2 separate regions of the Zeugodacus cucurbitae genome follow, and region 2 is linked to region 1. A link is a contact called in public Hi-C data. All regions are on one chromosome and are shown on one strand. Each heading gives the region's core, a stretch centred on a gene start, on an enhancer-like site or on the middle of the called end of the contact. The rest is flanking DNA. Distances are from core to core; before and after follow the strand shown.

What was found. Hi-C and Micro-C count contacts between places; a contact is called where the count stands out from the background.
Region 2: a Hi-C map of whole body shows a contact between it and region 1, with 10 times the contacts expected there. The contact joins the promoter of LOC105216567 here to the promoter of LOC105216547 in region 1. A contact is called at or near these places in 2 of 2 Hi-C or Micro-C datasets (both in whole body).

The regions. Positions count from the first base shown.
Region 1 is chr3:13,148,074-13,154,212 of idZeuCucr1.2, forward strand. It overlaps LOC105216547 (protein escargot), which reads left to right and starts at 3,229. Exons shown (of 1, transcript XM_011191093.3): 1 at 3,229-6,081. The coding sequence starts at 3,642. The coding sequence ends at 5,249.
Region 2 is chr3:13,381,374-13,387,512 of idZeuCucr1.2, forward strand. It overlaps LOC105216567 (zinc finger protein 260), which reads right to left and starts at 2,857. Exons shown (of 2, transcript XM_029043091.2): 1 at 2,461-2,857; 2 at 1-1,952. The coding sequence starts at 2,563. The coding sequence ends at 46.

The sequences.
Region 1 (6,139 bases), core at 1,979-4,478:
CAGTCCAATCATAAGCAGAAACTTGGCAGATTAATAGAAATAAGGATATGACTATTTCTTAAGAAGCGGAAATGGCCCTTTCAGAAATATTTGAAATTTGACTATTAAGTGTTGGTTCAATTCAACGCACGATTCGGATTTTTCATATCCAGAAACTACTTTCAAGGTAACTGAGCGGCGAAACTTTTTTGTTCGCGATTCATTTTGGAAAAAAGTGAATGCTCCTTGGCCGGGTTTGGATGAAGTAGGGCTTGACACAATATAAGTTGGACGGAATACTACCATGAGTTTCGTAGATGAAAATTATCTATACTATAAAAGATGAGGAAATATTTGTAACCCGCTTCCATTTATGTATTCAGTTTAGTCAGGGTCGGATTGAGCCAATAAGGTATGCATATACTTAGATAATGAAGAAAGTTTCAGTGCCATTTGGAAAAGGGAAAAAATTGAGTTTTTAACCAATTTAAATGTTTTGAAAAATATAAAATTCCGAAAAATGTTATCTTAAAATTTAGATAATTTTTCAATTAACTAACGCCTCACCTTAAGTGAATAAGTGTAGAAGATTTGAGCAATATTGTGAAATTGATCGAGTGAATTAGATACAAAAGCATAACTAATTCATTCAACTATGACTAAGTCAATAAACTCGAATCTTAATTAGCTATTTAGAAGCTTTAGTATTATATTCTGTCATATTTAAATATTTTGAGGTAAATTGAAGAAAATGTTCATAATATACATTAACGAAACAAACAAATTTATTTTAAAACGCAATATTTTATTAAAAAGCTATATGTATGTTGCACTGCTATATACTAACTGTATATAATAAGCGCTACGGTATGTCGAGCAGCAGAAGAGTCTCATTCAAAGAGTTTAATTATGTTTTATGAAGAGAGCATAAGTATAAAGAGACATAAACCACTGGAAATGTGTTTCAAAAGAGTTTTCAGTTCAGGAACAGTGGAATTCGAACAAGTGCTGGCAACGAAGAAGAGAAAAGAGATTGCAGTAAAAAGAGAAGATGAAACGATTATATACTGTGGTATATATGTATATCTCATCAGCTATATATAAATTTAGTAGTATTAATAAATTATATAAAACAAAAATAGTGCTAAAATTGAAGTTATGATTGGAGTCTGCAAAACTGTTTTTTCAGAAATAAAATCTATTAAGTTTAATTAATGAATTAAACATTTTATTGAAATAATAGGAAGGACAAACATTAAATTTTTTTTGTACCAAAATCAATTTATAAATCTCTTTAACGAAAGGAATATTTTTAGTAAGGAAGTACAACAAAGAGATAGATTAGTATACTATTTTTTCCAGGATAGTACTATAAACAGCTATCGAGTTTGTTGAAGTTCTTTCTGTACCGCTATAACGGAAACACCTACATGAATACAAAGAAAGGAAAATATGGGCATAGCATGGCAGAACGCGTTTCTGAATAGCAAAAATCTTTATAAAATATTCTCCGAAGTAGTTTTGTATTTTATTACAAAATTATATTCCTACTTAAATTTATAGAAAGAGCTGAATTTTTTTTTAATGAACCAAATGTGTATAAATACAAAATATTAAATAAAAATGGTAATACAAATTAAACACAATTGAAAAACATATATAGTAGATTTTCTTTTACCACACTGGAAAAAGTGATTACAAATGACAATGAAAAAAAAAATATTTTAATAAAAATTTGTAGGTTGTTACTAAAGAAAGTATCTTTGGAATAGTGATAATTTATTTGATCCGTAGGGGAAAAAAATAAGTAGTGCACTTTCCAACTCGAAAATTCACAATATTTTTTTTTACTCGAAAGATTTTCCAAACTATATTAGCAACTCAATACTCCTAAGCGGACTTTGATGTAAAATAATTCAGAATTTCAAGGTATAAAAAAATATTTAAGAATGTTTTTTTTTTGTTTCAAAATTATATTTTAAAATTTTTATTAATTTTTTCATCTTTTTTTAATATTAAAATAATAAAAAAAATCAAAAATGATTTTAACGCATTACAGAAAAATTCGAAATTACGAACGCCAGCAACAACTAACAACCAGCGAGCGAATGCCGCACCGCATTGAGCAACACCTGCCTGCCGCCGCTATGCGCAGTTATTTTTAGACTGCTCCAACAAGCAATTCTACACCAGTGCCCAGGTGCCTATGAGCACCGGCAGCCAGCCAGCCAGCTGAATGAGTCGCATGCGCGAGTTGCTTGTTCCCTCTACACACCTATATGAATACAAATGTGGAAGTCGCTCACCACAGATCCTTGCAGCACCGAATGTCACAAAAAAAAGAGCACCTACGAGAGGCGCTCGTGCGCGGCCAAAACAAAAACAAAACGCTAGATATAAAATATATGTAAATTAATGCTTGCCATAAGTTAGTTAAACGTTAATGAGGGTTGGCTATGCTGGAAGAGCACGGAGGCAATGTAGCATACAACTCATTAAGTGCTGAGCGAGCATAAGTTGGCTTTGCCGGTGTGTGTACTACAATTTTAAGAGCGTTTACTGACTGAGAAGAGTCAAGAGTTGTTTATATATGGATGCAACAACAATTTCATATTAATTTTAATGTATTGTCTAACAATCTGATTGGCGCAACCAACAACTCACACGCGCTTCTACTATATACTTAATGCAGCGCGCACATGTTGTTGTATTAGTAAGTGGTTTTGTTGTCTGTTGTCTGACCATCCGGCGGCACGCGGCTCGAGTCAGAGCCACCCAAGCCAGACGTGCATGTAAACACAGCCAATGCTTCAATAGCAATTTGTTGAAAACAGGTTTTGCACATAACGGCTTTAGAAGCGGCGACGATTGGTGGTTGCGCGACTACTTAGTGAATTGTTGTTGCTGCCGGCTGTGACTGCTACAATAGTTGTTGGTGTGTACTCTTGTGTGCGCTGTGAGTTTAGAGTTGTTGTCCGGTGGTGTGGAAATATTACGGAGAGCCATTTACCTTACAACAGTTACTAATCTCTAGTTAGATGTGCGCTCATCATTGTCGGCCGGCATATGCGCTCTGTTCAATCCGCAGTGAGTGAGAGCGCGCGCTGAAGTCCATTCTGTGCGCGTTGTTTGAGCGCCCAAAACCGAGCTCGAAAAGTCGAGAGCGCCTGCAGCCACCACTATTGGACGGCGCTAGTTGGGATGAGAGTGGATTGAGCGTGCAGCGTATAAAAGCGAGGATATACGACGGCTCAGCACAGTTCTTCGTTGCTGCTGCTAGTGTCTGTTTGTGTTCCACTGAACGCTTAGCATACCACGTTTTTGGTACTTAATTGGAAAAAGCAAAAAAAAAAAAAAACAAGAAAGAAGCAAAGAAAAAAGAATTCAAACCGTGATCAGTCGGCGTTCGGTAAACGATCGCATACACGTATATATTGAGCGCTAGTTGAAACTGCGCACAGTTTTGAAGTGAAGACGCGTTAGCGCGCTTAAGTGTTTGAAAGCAAATAAAAACAAAAATTTCCTCAGGAAATGTGAACATTTAATTTGAAAAGCCAAAAAAAAAAAACAGAAACTCAAAATATAACAAAAATTAATAGACACTGTGAAGTGCAAAACTAAAAGTGAAGTTACAAAAATAAAAATACAATAAAGTCTACAAAATGCATACAGTCGAAGATATGTTGGGCGAGAAAAACTACAGTAAATGTCCTTTGAAGAAACGTCCCATCAACTATCAGTTCGAGGAGGACAACTCAACAGATCTTGTGGATGCAAAAATGTCTGCGGCCACACTCAACGGCGCAGACGATCACACAGATCAACCCGAAAATTTGAGTCTCAAGAAACGCGCCTACGACGCAGATGAGTTTGTGTCCAACAGCGCGTCCACAGCTCACGACGAGCTCATTAATGTCAGTGATAGCTGTGAGGATGAGGGCGTCGACGTCGATCACACCGATGACGATGCGTCCATGGATATGTTGGATGAAGATGATGAGGAGGAAATCATCGATTGTGTTGAAATTGAAGAACAAACCGATGCCTCCACAAATACCACACAAGCTGCTGCTTTGGCAGCCGCTGCTGCTGTAGCTGCTGCCGCTGTTGTAGTGCCTAAGCCCACGTATGCTAAATATGGTCTTCAGCCATGGAATTTCCATATGTCTCCATACACCGCTGAATTCTACCGCACAATCAATCACCCACATTTGGCGCAACAGATCTCACCGCTACGTGGGGATCTGCTCTCGCCCAGTTCGCCATCCGCCGATTCACTGGGTTCACTGTCGCCACCACCACATTACCTGCATGGACGCGCCAACTCCGTTTCGCCACCAGTGCGCTCCGAAATCATACATCGGCCGATTGGTGTGCGCCAGCTGCCACAATCACCCTCACAGCATACGCACCGCTTCATGCCCTACCCGCTGCCAGCTGCCTACCACGCGCCACACACACCACACCAAACACCCGCCTACACAGCCGCGCTTAGCTACCACCATCATCCACATGCGCCCATATCGCCTACATACTCCGAATCCTCGTACTACTCCATGCGCTCCATGACACCTGAGCCACACTGCCCCTCACTGCCTGAGGATTTGTCGCTGAAGCACAGCGCGCTGCAAAAGACGCCACAAAAGTTGAGTGGCGAAAAACGCGACTTGTGCGCCAGCCAAAGCAGCTCCGCACCCAGCACGCCCACTACAAAGAAGGATAAGTCGACGCCGCCGCGCTACCAATGCCCCGACTGTCAGAAATCCTACTCCACGTTCTCGGGCCTCACGAAACATCAGCAATTCCATTGTCCCGCTGCCGAAGGTAATCAGGTGAAGAAATCGTTTAGCTGCAAGGATTGCGACAAGACTTACGTCTCGTTGGGTGCGCTCAAAATGCATATACGCACTCACACACTTCCCTGCAAGTGCAACATTTGCGGTAAGGCTTTCTCACGTCCCTGGCTGCTGCAGGGTCATATACGCACACACACCGGTGAGAAGCCCTTCAGCTGCCAGCATTGTCATCGCGCCTTTGCCGATCGCTCGAATCTGCGCGCTCATCTGCAGACGCACTCCGACATCAAGAAGTACTCCTGCGGCAATTGCTCGAAGACCTTCTCGCGCATGTCGCTGCTGACGAAACATTCCGAGGGCGGCTGCCCCGGCGCCAACAGCGGTAGCGGCAGCAGTTGTGCCAGCGCTGTGACGAGCGACTCGGGCGCGTCTGCGCACGAACTCCACAGCTATCCAGTGTTCGTCGAGCATTAAAGCGCCTGCGTTGTAATGCAGAAAAGCTGCGCGGCCAAGCCGAGTTTGCCATGTACCACCAAAAATTAGTTCCTAGTTCGAAACCCACCAACCGCAACAGCAAACAACAGTGTGAAAATAGCATCCACAGCGCGTCTAGACAATCTTCATTCAAAATGAGTACCTTAAGCGAATATAAGTAACTATATATATAATAGCCCCAGTGTGCGCGTTGTTAGCCCGAAAAGAAAAATTTAGCACAAATATTTAAAAAAACAAACACATATTTCAATACCTCTAGTCAGCTCAAAATATATAGCTAACTTCATTACTACAAAAAAAACAAATTTACTACTAACAGTTAACTATTGTAAACAGGCCTTGCATTTACCACAAACACAATCTCAACTACTATTTTATATACCAATAAGCTCAATTTTAAAAGCTCGAAAATAATTTTTATAAAAAAAAAAAATAATAATTTGTAAATTTTGTAAAAAATATTTTACTTATAAGATAAAACTGTAATTAGTAGTCCTAGTTATTTTCTAGTTTTAGCTTCGAAGAAATGTTAAAAATTTTCTCAAATGGGCAGCATTTTGTAGAAAAGAAGAGTTTATGTAATAAGCATACATATTTTTTATAAATATATTTACAATATAAATTGTATAGCAACTATTTTTGTAAAAACTTTTCAATCATACCTATATACCTACGTAAATATACATAGTAGTTAGCCATTAGTTGCATTTAAGCAATCATTATTTTTATAAGAAAACATATTTTTAGTAACATTTAATTGTGAAAAAATACAAACAAATTATTTATTGAAGAAGGGTTGAAGCGGAATATGCAAATATTTAAAAAAAATACAAATGAAAAATACTTAAAAAAATACGTGAGTTTTTATT
Region 2 (6,139 bases), core at 1,607-4,106, 230 kb after region 1:
ACATACAAATTTCGGCTACACAAGCCTCTCGGCATCGCTACACCACTAGTATTCACCGCCATGCGCCGCCATCAGCGCCATAGCCTGCTGTGTTTGCGCTTGCGCTGACTGCGCTGTTGGCGGTGGCGTCGTGCTGCTGCTGTAATGCATTTCCTCCAACTCCTCCTCATCACCACCACTGCTACCCAAACTGTCGGCATAATAGTAAGCAGACGGCTGTTGGCGTTCGGCAGGGATATTCTCATCATTGTAGGCGCCTTGTTGCAGTCGCTGCATGTGCTGTTGCAGCTGCTGTTGACTGAAGCCACCCTCACCTACTTGCCCAGCTGTTGTAGCAGACGCGGCGAACGCTGCCAAATTCTCTGTCGACGAAGTTGGCGATCCTGAGTGCGGTGATTGCTGGCAGCCGCCTTGCAAGTGCTTGCCCAATAAGGAGATGCGCGAGAAAGACTTCGTGCACGAGGGGCACGAGTATTTCTTCACATCCGAATGCGTTTGCATGTGTGCGCGCAAATTCGAGCGATCGGCAAAGGCGCGATTGCAGTGCTGGCAGCTAAAGGGCTTTTCGCCGGTATGGGTGCGTATGTGGCCCTGCAGCAGCCACGGGCGTGAGAAGGCTTTGCCGCAGATGGGGCATTTGCAGGGTAGCGTGTGTGTGCGTATGTGCATTTTGAGTGCGCCCAGTGAGACGTAGGTCTTGTCGCAATTCTTGCAATTGAAAACCTTCTTCACCTGATTGCCCTCGGCGGCGGGACAATGAAATTGCTGATGCTTGCTCAGGCCCGAGTATGTGGAGTATGATTTGCCGCAATCCTTGCAGTGATAGCGCGGCACACCGACAGGCTTTTGCGCAGACTGCGCAGACGCCACGCTGGAGGAGTGTATTAGTGCCGCTGCCTTATCGCTGGAGAATTCACCAGCGGCTTCGAGCGCGCCTGGCGCTTCGGCGCTATTCACGCTGCGTATGATCTTGTATTCGGTGCTCTCGAACGCGTGTGTTTGCTGATGTTTCACCAGGCCGGCGTAGGTGGAGTAGCATTTGTTGCATTGCTGGCACTGATAGTAGAGATCGTTGTTGGTCTTGATCTTCAGCGTGTTTGCGTTTGGTGAGTCCGCGGTGCGGCGCTCTTCATGCTGCACAATATTGTTGTTGTTGTTATTATTATTCCCGATTTGCTGCATGCTCAGCAACGCACGCGCAACATTATGCAGATTGATATTCTCACCAAGCACTCGTCGCGCTGGCATATCAGTCTTCACGCTCAAATCCTGTGGCTCAAAATCGCGGCGCTCGGTTTGATAGTAGAAGTTCTCCGCTTGTGGCATGGTCTGTGGCACTGCTGTCAAATGCTGTTGCTGCTGTTGTGGTGGCAACTGCTCTGCTTGCATGCCATAAGCTGGCGTTTGCACGCAGTCTTCATACTCAGCAATGCTTTTCAGCAAATTGTTATTGTAGTTTCTTAGTTCCGCTGCGGGCACATAATTTTCAACTTCAATTATCTCCTGCTTGATTTCAAGCGCCGCAAATTCCGGCTCCGCTGTTGTTGGTGGCGGCGTTATGCCATCATACTGCGGTTGTCGCTGTGCCTCTGGTCTGGGCTCTGTTTCCTCTTTACCGCAAACTTCGTCCTCTGGCGGCAGCGGAAAATCGCCGTAACCCAAGCGCGCTAAACTGCGTGCGATTTCCTCACGCGTAAACACATCGGGAAAGGCACGCGCAATCTCTCGCGTCTCCTCCCAGATGCGTCGCGCCAGCTCCTCTTTATTCTGTGTAAAAACACCGACAGATTTCTCTGATGGTGGCGGTGTTGGTGTATGCTGTTCTGCATTGTCCTGCGTAAATTGATAGGTCTCAGCGTAGGTGGTGGGCGCTGGCGCTGGTGGTGGCGACGAAGTTGGTTTGTACGCGGGCGCTACGCCAGCGGCGAGACTGAGATCAACAGGGCCTTCATCTGGAAAATGAAAAAAAGTATTTTGTTATATTTTTTAGTATGATGAAATTTGTATTGAAATTAATGTTTGATTAATCGTTATTGTAGTCGTAAAACTGGAACCGAATTTAGTTTAATTAAATACTTTAACTCCTAAACAAGTTAAGCCATATTTAATAATCCAATTCTTTCTACCACACCATAAAAATGCCGAATCTGTATGGCGATGATTAATCGGATTAATTATTAGTCGATTAATGTTCAATTTAAATCGAATTTTGAGACTTTATAATAATTAATTAATCATAATAGTTTAAAATTAATAAATTTTCGTTGAGCTTTGAGAATTCGAAAATTTTTTTGTCGTATTCTGATTCCTTATTCAAAAAAAAATATTAGTTGCTCTTTTGAACTTTTCAATTTATGTTACTACCCTGGGTCAAAATCACAGAAGTTGAAACTTCAGAGTCCTAGTCTTCTTGATTTTGTTTTAGGATATATAGTGAACCTATATTCGAAAGCTCCTCACCTTGATCTAAGCAATCCATGCGTTCTGGTTGCTGCTCCTCCTGCTCCAACAGCATTATTGGACGCTTCTTGAGCGGACATTTGCTATAGTTGACTTTATCCATGGCAACTGTTGTAAAGGCACAAATCACAGAACACTTTTCTACACCAGGAACTTGGCATAAATATTTTTCTTTGCGTTTTTAATAAATTTTTTTTCCAATATTTTGCGCTTATATGAATTTCACAAGCATCTGAAACATCACTCAACACAACTTTTCACCGAACACTTTCAATTCGTATATAGTTTTATAAATATTTTTTTTTTGGAAATAATCACTAATTTGTACTCTGTACCATCCGCACGACACGTCGCACGTTTCACGTCTGCAGTTTCGTTTACGAATGATGCAATACAACACGATCAGTTTAAGTTTTATACCAAGTCAATGCCAGCCGCTTGGAAATATTTTGAAATAACCAACCCCCTGGGTAATGGCAAACAATCTGGTGCGGTATGATCGCCACCACCAGCAAATTCACCCCTCTCGACATAGCACGTACTATTAGGATACAGGCTGCATATGTAGCATGCTACCTACTTCCGATCGTCCGTTGATCCCCATTCAACTGTCGAGGCAGCGAAGGGGAAGCGGAATCTTTTCAATATTCTAAAATCAACCACTAACTCAGCTCAACAACAAGATCATTATGATTGTAGGCTACAATTGAGCCGAGATATGTGTTAATGATCATCAACGTGCATGATCGCCAGCCGATTTGAGTCAGCCTGTTCCGCACACACACTATCAACGGCAACAACCACCATCACCATTAACAATAACGTACAGCATCCACCATCAAGGTAGCGTTGCCGAACAGATGTGCGACTTGGCATGCGTGAGTGGATGCAGAATTTACAGCACGTGCCACATGCGCCACCACGCCATGCCATGCCACATTGATTATAAATACACATACTAACTATTGGTACATTTCGAGGCACATTCGCACAGACAGACAGATAGGCAGATGCATATGCAGACTACATTAAGTAGGTAGGCTGGCTGCGGCTGAGGCTGTGGAGCGCAAAACATAAGTCGTTAAGCAAACTTAATAGCGATCGTTGTTCGCTATAAGATCGTGCAGCGATCGCTCATACAACAACGACTGCGTCCAATGATTGTCGTTGCTTCAGGAAAATAGCGCCACTAGCCGCTAGTAGCGTTGCTTTCTGTCACTTTAGTTGCTGTGATTTCTTATTGTCATTATTGTTTTCTCCAAAAGCACTCACGCAGCACGATCACCGATCGTTCGCGCTTTGTATAGAGCTACGCTTTGGTCGGTGTACGCGTCGTGAGCAGCTGCGTGGAAGTGTTTCCATTTGAAAAGAAGCTCTCATTCACTTGAGCTTGTTGCTGTATTTACATTTTAGCGCTCACACTCGCATTTATTGCTCACTTATGGGTGGAGTTGGCGCTCTTCGTTGCTTATATACTTTACCCACACCCTTCGTTGTTTTTGTGAGCTTTGCGCTCAACACCTGGCTTGTGTGGCGCTCGCACAGCGTTCTTTGAAGCGTACAGGTGAGTGCTTAGCTTGCGCTGCCAAGCTTAGTGACTCTCTGTTGTTTCTAGGAAGTAAAGCGAAGAGCTCATTTTGTATTTGTTTCTTTATATGCTAGAGCTATGCATATGCTCCATTCCGTCGCTGGCACTCTTCATTGGGGCAAATTTGTTTGTTGGCGCTCTTTAGTAAATGTTTGATCGTTTCATTTTCATTGTACCTCTGCTCCACTGGAAAGTTACAGTTAGTCAAGAGCACTATTGGAACGTTTGACTATAACTCAGTGGGTGAAAGAGAGCTTTATATGCTTGTGCGCAGACTCAGATACTTTTAGATACAAATGTGTAATGTTATATAGGAGAGAGATATATAGGTTTATAAATATTATAGCTGAGATCAAATATTTTTTTGTTATTTTATTGCTTTTATTAGTTTTCACTTCACCTTTGAGATGCTTGATATTATTTTTAAATTTTTCCAAATACTTGACGAAATTTCGGGATTTGAAATGTTAAAAAATATTAAATTCTAGAGCATCATCTAAAAATTCATCAAGTTTTTATATGACCATAAGTAATTTGGGGACTAGGAGGAGAAGAACAACTTATTTCGTACTTCGGTTGAACCGTGATGAAATATTTTTTTATACAGTTAAGGGTTTATTATTTATGGGGGCTAACTTTATAGGTATTTGCGATGAACTTCTTCACTGATATATATATGGTTTAGCCTTGATTGAATTCATAATTTTTCCCACGTTTTACTACATATTGTTAAACCTATGATTAATCAATGTTCTCTACATTTCAAAAATTTGTAAGAGAGTTTTATAGATTTAACTTCAGGGTCGAAACTCTAACTCCATAATACTTTGAAGTCTGATCTTATATTAATAAGATATAAGAAATTTTTAATTTATGGTTTCTAAAACATAATGATTTCTAAAATCTTACCAAGAAGACTTTGCGAATACAAACAATTTGGTTAGAAATTACATAAAAAGCCTTCAGTATGGTCTCCGACCTCAATCTATCAACAAACTATATAATTTTATAATTAAGAAGAATCAAAATGGGAAAACCAACATCAGCTGCTATCCAGACTTTTTTGAAACAGTGCCTATTTCGGTCAGCATGAAGTAAAATAGTAACAATGTAGCCATTTACAGAAGATATATCGCAGGAAATTGTAGAATATGGATTTCAAACTTTGATCTGTTCAACCTATTCGTAGAATTATAAATATTTCTATTCATACAATATCTTGGAAGTTTCGAAATTCGAAGATCAACGATGAGGGAATGGATTATTTCTTTAAGGGGCTATACTAGTGTCACCCATGAAAAATTAGGCGATTTTTGTGAATTTTTTTTTTTAAGAAAGTACTCGATCGAATGTTTCGAAGTTTTTTGGACATATTAAAGTATATTTTCTGCTATATTTTAAGATTTTTTATTTACAAAAATATTGAAAAATAACGGAGTTATGTGCTATTTTGGGAGGTACCAAAAAAAAAAGTTCTCCAACTGCTGACATGATTCCGGCCGAATGAGTAGCTGAAACAAAAAAATTCCAAAAGGTTATTAAAATTGAAGATATTTCATATACAATGACCTACGATTTTTGAAAATTATCAGAAATTAACAAAATGTCGATCGGTCAGTTTCTCGTTGAGTTATGATATCTGCAGTTTTGAGAAAAACGCATTTAAATTTTCGACTATGGCGGCTTATGTCTTCGAGCGGTCGCTCTTTAGAACGTTGTCATTCAAAAACTATTCAATATACAACCTTACCGTTTTCACAGGATATTTTTGAAAGTATCAACTATCAAATAAGCAAAAAAAAAAATGATTTTTTGAAAATGTCACACTGGGATAGCCCCTTAAACGTTACCATCCAGAAATTCAAAACATTAGAATACGAATACAGATCTTACAAAAAGTGAACCTTACAACTTTCAGATCTTATATAACGGTATATGCATGGAATTAATTTGTGTTTATTAAAACAGTACAGAGTTAGATCTGTTCACTGTATGAGATATTTCGAAGATACAATTCGAAATTCGAATATTTTAGCTAGCATTAAATATTAGTGTTTTATGGGTTTTCAATTAGATATAGATTCAATTTGT